2 separate regions of the Zea mays genome follow, and region 1 is linked to region 2. The links are chromatin contacts, called in public Hi-C maps. All regions are on one chromosome and are shown on one strand. The core of a region is the stretch at or near the end of the contact, and the rest is flanking DNA. Distances in the headings are between cores, read along the strand shown.

What was found. Hi-C and Micro-C count contacts between places; a contact is called where the count stands out from the background.
Region 1: a Hi-C map of leaf shows a contact between it and region 2, with 5 times the contacts expected there. The contact joins the enhancer-like site here to the promoter of LOC103632346 in region 2. A contact is called at or near these places in 6 of 25 Hi-C or Micro-C datasets (bundle sheath, ear, leaf and 1 more).

What each region holds. Positions count from the first base shown.
Region 1 is chr7:49,392,265-49,396,578 of Zm-B73-REFERENCE-NAM-5.0, forward strand. No RefSeq gene overlaps it. Among protein-coding and RNA genes, the nearest start is that of LOC118472924, 53 kb to the left of the region's middle. Within about 2 kb of position 1,352, at least 18 of the 20 cell types and tissues checked have an H3K27ac peak or open chromatin away from gene starts, as enhancers often do. A contact at or near this core is called in bundle sheath, ear, leaf and 1 more, where this site is marked.
Region 2 is chr7:49,229,434-49,233,840 of Zm-B73-REFERENCE-NAM-5.0, forward strand. LOC103632346 (type I inositol polyphosphate 5-phosphatase 2) reads right to left here and starts at 1,663. Exons shown (of 10, transcript XM_008654158.4): 1 at 1,243-1,663; 2 at 1,029-1,128; 3 at 860-937; 4 at 56-140. The coding sequence starts at 1,275.

The DNA.
Region 1 (4,314 bases), core at 102-2,601, 160 kb after region 2:
GTACTATTCTCGCTAGATTGTAATCGCTCTCGCATCATCACCTTCGAGCAAGCCAAAGGTATCAATGTAATAGGAATTTTATTCATATGTTTATCATGAAATAAATATTTGAATTGATACATGAATAGATAACGTTTATGATATATTCCTGAATTGTTATTCTCTCGAATGACGAAGATATGTCCTTCAAGACCTTCGTCTGAGAGCCATTGTATCCAAAAGGAGATGGTGTTTCGGAGGACGAAGGTCTTTAATCTCTAACAATTGTGTTGTCTTGTTCTTGATCCATAGTATTTAAGAAGTAAACAACATTGGCACCCACCTCCGGTGCACTCGAACGACCACCTTCGGCAACATCTCAAGCATTCACCTCTATGGTCCAAAATCTATTCACGAAGGGGTATGTCCACTTTTAATCACAGATGCCCATCATGTGATGGACGACACCCCCACCATTTTCAACCTCCCGCCGCTTACCCACTCACCACGCTAGCCAGCCCAGGACGACCGAGGCCATCTTGGTGCACTGCCCGGCCACAACCACCATGCGAGCCCTAGCATATCCATGGCCGCACGAACTGGGGACGGGAAAAGCGACAACATAGCGGGAGATACCCTTACCGATGATGAGGCCTTGACGACATTAATCCCGACGACGAACCGCAAGCACCGGCATGCCCCAGCTCCACAACCCATTATCCTTCTTATTTCCTCCTCTCTCTCTCTGTTACCCGCCACTTGCCTTGCTCGCGCATGGTGACTATTTGCCCAGCGGCTCCCGGTTTTATAGAGGCAAGGGCGGGATCCGCCATGGTGGTCGGTTGAGGAGGACCCGTGCATATTTTTAGGAGGGTTGGTTCGTCGAGATGGTGCTTGACAATGGTGGACGACAGGGGCAAAGAGAGGTGCACAACATATATACCCTTGGCCCCAGGGCAAGGAACGCGTCCAGCCTAACGGCCACGGTGAGCCCTTAGGTAGCAACCGCGGCATGCAACCAGATGCTCCTGAGGATACGGTTGACTCTGACTCGATGGCCCTGCTCGCCCGAGCTTGTTCCCACAACCATGCGGACCCAGTAGCTGAGCCCCTGCCCGGCGGTCCCAACAAGAGGCATTCTGTGCGGACCAAGTCTGTTATTCCGTTTGAGTTCAATCCCACACCGGGAGGTAGAAGACTATCTGGCTAAGGGGGTCCACACGACATCGACACGGCAACAGAAACGGATGGCGTCATTCAGGATGTCATGGTGACATCAATGAATTAAAATATGGTTTCCCAAGGTGGCTGCGCGCATGACGCTGTCGATCCGTCCCCACCAGTCATTGGCTCCGGTAGCACAACATAGTCGTGCGTCACGTGATGCGAGGGGCTGAACGCCCGGTTCCACATGTCAGCGACAAATATCCCGCGGGACATGGCTTGAAGGGGAGAGAACGGGATGGGCCATCCAGTAGCAGATTAGGCCCAGCCGTGTAGAGTCTTTTGTTTTATTCTTCTAAAATTTCTATTTTTATTTCTTTCTTTCCATTTCCCAAGTTCATATTTCGAATTTTGGTTTGAATTTTGCACACACACTTTGAAATGCTCACGCAATTAAAACTTCAGCATGAGATGCAAGGTTAGTTAATTTTTTTATATTAATTGCATTATTCATTTTAGCAAATACTTCTAAGTATACATTTTATACACACCAAATATATGTTTTTAATGAAATAATTATCCATTACATAAATTTATTAAGAGTTAGTTTAACATAACCATTTTAGAGAGTATCTCTAAACATATTATCCAAAAAGAATAACTTAAGTTATATAAGGTCATTAAATCTTTTATTATACGCTACATTTACTTTAGGAGGTGTGACTTAAAAGGTGAGACAATTTGTATTAAAATAATATTGTTGGGGCGAAGGCGAAGATGCTACCCTTCGCTCGATGCCTTCGTCGCCTCGCTACACCAATGAAGACCGTGCCCGAGCGAGCCGAGAGCGCCGGTCGGATGATGCCTTTCGTCCTCTCCATTGCAAGACGAAGGCAAGACTCTGACAAAGTCTGCAAGTCCCACGTCCTCATCGCGCCCGGAGGCCCATGTGGGATTCGGTCCACTGTAATGGGCCCCGCACGGATAAACATGTTACGGGCCTCATCTGTAATAGCCTTTTCTGTAATGACGGTCTGTAACCTCCCCTTGTGAGAATATTTTGAGGATAGTCCGGGTACCCGAGGGCATAAACATCCTTGCCAGGGGACGGTGGACACTCGGGTACCTATAAATACCCCCGTACAGTGCCCTTGAGAGGCCAGATTTAACAGAGCTATTGTCGTTCCCCGTTGAACTTTGCAAACACTCTCTCCACTCTCCCGTTGGATCTATTTGCCCAGAAAGGCGAGTACCAACATTTGGCGCCCACTGTTCGTGCTACGAACAAACCACCCACGATGGCACCCAAGCGAGCTAGTTCGAAGGCAGCCCCATCCATCGACGAAGCAGCGAAGGCAGCGCTGCTGGCTGAGAAAAAAGGCAAGGCCCTCGTGGACAACACCCCCCAAGAAGCCTCCGATGAATAAGCTCTCAGCAAAAGACAGTGCCAAGAGCACCCACTCCTGAAGGCACCCTACGCACCTGCAGCTCCAGAGGACTACCACAAGCACCACCTCCAGACTTCGCTCCACCAGAGGGCAAAGACGCAACAGAGGACGACGAAGTCATCGGCATCTCGGCCAAAGAACAGCTACAGCTACGGGCCCTGCGCATTAAGAACCACAACCTCCAAAAGCAGAAAGACATCCTCGAGGCCAAGTGCCAACGTGTCACCGTGCAAGCCAAAGTGCGCCAGATGATACGAGACGAGGAGCAGAGAGCTCGGGAGCTTGAGCAAGAAATCACGCTCATGTAGAGCGAAGGCCAGCATGATCTACAGCACGGACCGCCCCTCCAACAGCGCGTCCCAGCCGGAGACCTATTCATACCTCAGCGTGGGTCCTTCGTCCCGCATGTCACAGCTTTCCAAGGGATCAACTACCTTGATGAGCGAAGCCCCCTGGCTTCGCAACTCCAAGCGTCACCTTGGCCCGCCAACTTCAGGGCAGGGACCTACCCCAAGTAGAACGGCAGCACTGACCCAGCACAATACATCATGAGCTACCAAGTCACCGTTGCATCATCCAGATGGGATGATGCCACAATGGCCAAATCTTTTATCATCGCGCTCGAGGGTCTGGCCTTGACCTGGTAGACCAGGTTGCCGCCACTGTCCGTCGACTCCTAGAAAGGACTCCGGGACAAGTTCCTGCTCAACTTCCAAGGGTACCGACCCGATACTGACGCCTTGGTCGAGCTATCACTTTGCAAGCAACAAGATAAGGAAACTCTTCGGGAGTACTACCGCAAGTTCCTAACTCTCAAATCACAACTGCCATCGGTCGATGACCACATCGCGATCCATTACACCATCAGTGGCCTTCGGGCTGGCGTCCTATACAGTCATTGCATCAGGGACCCACCCAAAAACCTCCAAGAGCTATATCAACTATTCGAGAAGTATGCCAGATCCGAAGAGCTACATCAGCGAAAGGTCAAATCTCAGAGAAAGCCTAAGGACCCTCCGCAGTCCAGCAGAACCTGGACCAGGCCTTCGCAGACAAACTCCAGACGGGACAGCCGTAGTCAGCAGCAGGAGCACAACATAGCCAACCAGCACCACGCCGGTGAGGCCACTCGCCGTCAGGAATATCCCCCAGGGCCGCAGTAATGGCACGAGAGGGCAGGGCCGGGGACGGATGCAGCAACCACGCAGATTTTACTGCCTGTTTCATGGCGAGGATTGCGCACACCCAACAAGAGATTGCCCGGAAACAAAGGCCACCAGGGACAGGATGTCTCGAGCACAGCCAACCGACAATAAGAGAGTTGTCGCGCACACATACCACCAACAACACCAACAACCATACAACAACGACCACGCCCGCATCCACCCAACCACACATATCAGCACCATCAGGAAGTACAAGTTGTTCCACCCCCGCATCCGCCTCTGCATTACCCAAACCCACACCACCAAAATCACCCCCAAGCACCAAAGCAGGAAGACTTCGCCGAGCAGCCATATCGCGGAGTCATCCACATGATCATCGGAGGGTCTAGCGTCGACTTCGAAATGAAGCGGCAGAAGAGGGATCATTACCGAAGCATTAACCACGTCGCTCTCACGGGCCCATTGGTACAAACAAGGTGGTCACATGTGCCACTAACCTTCAACGCCAGAGATGTTGATCTGCGCAGCGCACCTCACGTCGACGCCATGGTGATCAA
Region 2 (4,407 bases), core at 413-2,912:
ATGCTTGACATATAACACATTTTACATAGTAAAGAAGAAATCATAAAAGCCAAACCTCACATCTTTGTTACTGATGTAGTTAACACGTAAACTCTCTGATTTCCTTCTCTGAAGACTTCGCAGAGGAATTGTTTTCTCTCCTACAAAGAGAGAAGACAACTCAAAATCAAGCACATCACAATATCGAACAAATTCCAACACCGGAAAAGTTTTAAAAAACCCATGGGCATGAGACATGCATGACAGGATTTGCGTTGTGCTGAAATTATGACCATCAATTGTATCCTGGCCATTCAGGATTATGTTACCTCAGATATTGTGAATATACAGAAACCACTACAATTTAAATCCTCATTTCTAAACTCTATTTATAGGGTATCAACATATCCGCATAAATCTGAGCTTTGCAGGTTCAAGATAGGGTATTATTTTGCAAATCTGTGTGTTAGTGTGTGTGCTTGGAGATTCTTCTCCCCTTGTACTCTATGTACACTCTATTCTTCTTAATGAAATGACGCTGCGTGTTTGAGAAATAATTTTGCAAACCTAAAGCTGCAAGAGAATCATTGTTATGCCACCATTAGGAACAGTATGGTATTTTTCTACAATGTTGTAGCAAGCAAAGCAAACTTTAGCTCCACAAGCACTAGTCAACTAGTTATAATGAATGCTACAATAAACTTACAATACATGCCAGAGCTGTGCTATTATGTTAAACTTGATTTCCCATTTAAATGGCCGTTTAGCCAAAATAGTCACTATATGGTAGGTGACCCACTGTTAAGCATTTAGGAAAACACTGCTTAAAACGCAGTCAAGCTATAGACATCACTGTAGGCGTTTATGGAAACAATCTTACCTGATGATTTGCTAATCATGTATTTGAGATTTCCATGTATCTCAAAGAAGTTATTATCATCTCCAGAGTTAGTACCGTCTGAGAAAAGGTGTAAAATTCTAATTTGCGTGAAATTATTGAGGATACAAGCAAAGAAATTTGTAGAGAATACCCATGCAATTCCTCATACCACTATCCTCACTGCCTGTATCAAACTCGTCTTCGCTGAAATCATTTAATTTCGGCCTGATGTTTAGCCATTTTTTCATCACCATTGAAGACCAAAATGGCTGCAATTTATACCAGGTCAGATAACTCGGCATTATCAAGAGCAGTAAAAGGGAAAAACGATCCATCATAATTCATACAAGCATATACTGAAGCTACCCATTTCTGCAGATTACCTCTGACTGTTTTCTTCTTTGATCTCTCATCATCTTCAACGCTACAAGGAAGGCTAGGAACAAAACTTCGAACCTCCCTCCATTTCAAAGAAAAGACAGGTCCATATGTTCCAACTATCTACTAGGGGGATATGTTCCAACGAGTTACTAGGGGGGAAGCAGATGCAAGATAAATACATACAGGAAAGATGCAACTAGACAAAGTGGAAGTCGGCATTAAGTTTCCAGCTAGTTCACTGTTACCACTTGTCCTTCAAATTGCAGAATAGCTTTTGCAGCAGTAAGATCCATATTGAATACTCCCACCGCTGTCCACTTGGTCATGGAGAATATGTGAAGTAGACACCAATATAACAACTGTTGCTTTCTAGCATAAGAAAACTAAGAAAAGGGTAGATATGCGAAAATTTGAGCACAATTGGTGGACAACATCCAGTGTTTGTCCTGCATGAACTTCTACCAAGTGCACATGGTCCAACAAGACATTATACCATGTGACAGGGACAAGCACAGCATCATCATACTGTTCGAAGAGATGGACAGGTCCACATATGTGTGGATCATACTGGATTTGATGGGCTCTTCAGCGTGTTCGAGAAAAGAAATACTGGATTTGATGGATCAAAACAGCCATTACTTATTAGCACAGACAGATGACGCAAAAAATTGGTGGAGACGGGCACTATCTGTGGTCCTGGTCCTGTTCACTTTACTATGGAAATAGAGAGACACTAGGCTCTTGGTTCCGAATCAAAGAACAGGAAGGCCTCTAACCATCTAGGATAGCAAGATATTTCTCAAAGTGAAACAGAGTGAGACAGCTCACATAAGAAGTGGAGGAAGAGCTACATCAGAGTGAAACATTAATGTCAACTAGTCGGTTGCTCGTGCGTTGCGACGGCTTACAACAATATCTATGTAAACTATTCAGCAAAAAAATTTCAAGTTTTTTTATTGATTGTCCCCGCTCTCCGTATAATATTTTTTTGATTTTGCTAACTGATGTTATTGTTTACTCCATCCAATATGTCTTGGTATAACACGGCCAATGAAGTGAACGATTAGAATAGAGTTCACAACGACTGATTAAACGAACAGAGATTATAAAATGACATAATTCCACCATACAGACACCAAATAAGAGAAAGTTTGTGAGCTCAAGTTTCTAAAATAAGTCCCATGAACTTAAACTTATAAAAAAGATAGATCAAAATATAGAGTGATTGCTAAAGTCAGCCATCAATAAAAACTGGATGCACTCCATATAAATTATGCTACTTTGTAGCAATTACTAACGTTTAAAACCAACAAATAACCTTTCATTTTACTGTTAGTGTGACAAATCATTGTTGCTCCATCCAATTCAGCAACCTCAAACACCATGGAGTCCATTGTGCCAATGTGGTCTCAGAAACGACATAATATTTGCAAGAGCCAAGAACGTTGTGTCGTGCTTGGGCTATAGTCTCGGCCTGTAGTGCTGGCCCGGTCCAACACGATTATATATTTTTTATTTTACAAAAAAACGTATATACATGTATACAATTTATATTCAATATTGTTAGACAGTTTCACCAGTGTCTCCCGCCCTTCTTGCATCAAGGCATGGGTTCGAACCCCACCTCCTGCATTGGTTTTTAACATTTTACGCTGATTTAATCAAATTAGCCGACGGGCTAACGAGCTAGCCCAGCATAGTCAGCAGGCCGGCATGACGTGCCTGGGCCAGAATTGTGGCTCACGGGCGTCTGGTCCGTGCCGGGCCGCCGTTTGGCCATCTATAGGCGTGCAACGGGTTAATTTGAAATAGCTGTGAGGGGTTATTTGTAAAAAGATGACGCGGGACGACCGTTGAAACTGGTGCTTTAAGTATAGTATAGATATGCCATAGAGTGGAGAAGAAGGCAGTGGGACATATAAGAAGTAAGGGTTTTGTTGGGGAACTTGAACACCTTCGACTAGTGTTAACTTATAAGAAGTAAGGGTTTTGTTGGGGAACTTGAACACCTTCGACTAGTGTTAACTGTTAAAATGTATTGGTATCTAGTATTTGAGCGACATAGAACACATCATGAGTGATAAGGAGACCAAAAATATTTTTCTTCAAAAAAATGCTTCTAGATTGGTGACTGTGTAACACCCTAAGTTCTATCTTTGGGATTTAGAGAAAATTAATCTCAAGGATTGAATAAAAGTGTTTTCTAAGGAAGATGGAGTAATATATATATATATATATATATATATATATATATATATAATTATTTGACTTGAATTGCTCTTTGAATAAACTATATAGTTAGAAATACCTGCAAAGAAATAAATACAAGTTAAAGTAATTCTTTATGTTGAACATTACTTTTAATAAAGTCAATATTAATGAAAATTTATTTGAATTAAACTCCTACCAATCATCACACATCCAAGATTATTTGTGTGTTGCATATCCGAAACATTTTTGCCTAAATAAAGCAAGGAATAATTAGTATAAAAAGCATATCTATAAATATAATGCATAATGTTTTGGAATTATTTGTTGTTGCATTTATATTTGCAGTGCTAAAAACTCAGTCATGAACTTAAATTCGAGTTAGAATTGAAAACAAAATTAGAAAAATGATAATGAAAAGAAAAAAAGAAAATGCCGCATGGGTCGTTTTCCACGCGCTGGCCCAATCCCACCCTAGTGGCCCAGAAACACCACAACCGCTTCCGCCTTGCGCTTGATAAAACACTGACGAATGGCCCCAGGGGCCAGCCCCGTGTTGCATTCACGCGTGCCGCGCCATGCCTCCTTTCGCCGCCATGTGGTCCGGGTGGCCGGCGGCTCCTAAATACCACATGTTGTCTCTCCTCTCTGTCGGCGACATGTGGGGCCTGGAAGTCAGTTTTGCCACTCCGACGCCGCGTGGCTGCTCGGGCTTCAACAAAATTCCCCAGAGATCGCGAGAAGGCTTGCAACCACCTTGGCCGCTTCGCTAGGGTATTTAGGCTGGCTCCAATAAGACCCTCTAAAGGGTCCTGTACCCTAAATTTAGAGAACGAGGACGTTCTCTACTCCCTCCAACAACGTCCTCTAAACGGTCCTCTAAATTTAGAGAACGCTGCTGGATCCTCTATATGCAGAGTTTCTCTAAACGGTTCTCTATCTATTTGAATACTTTAAAC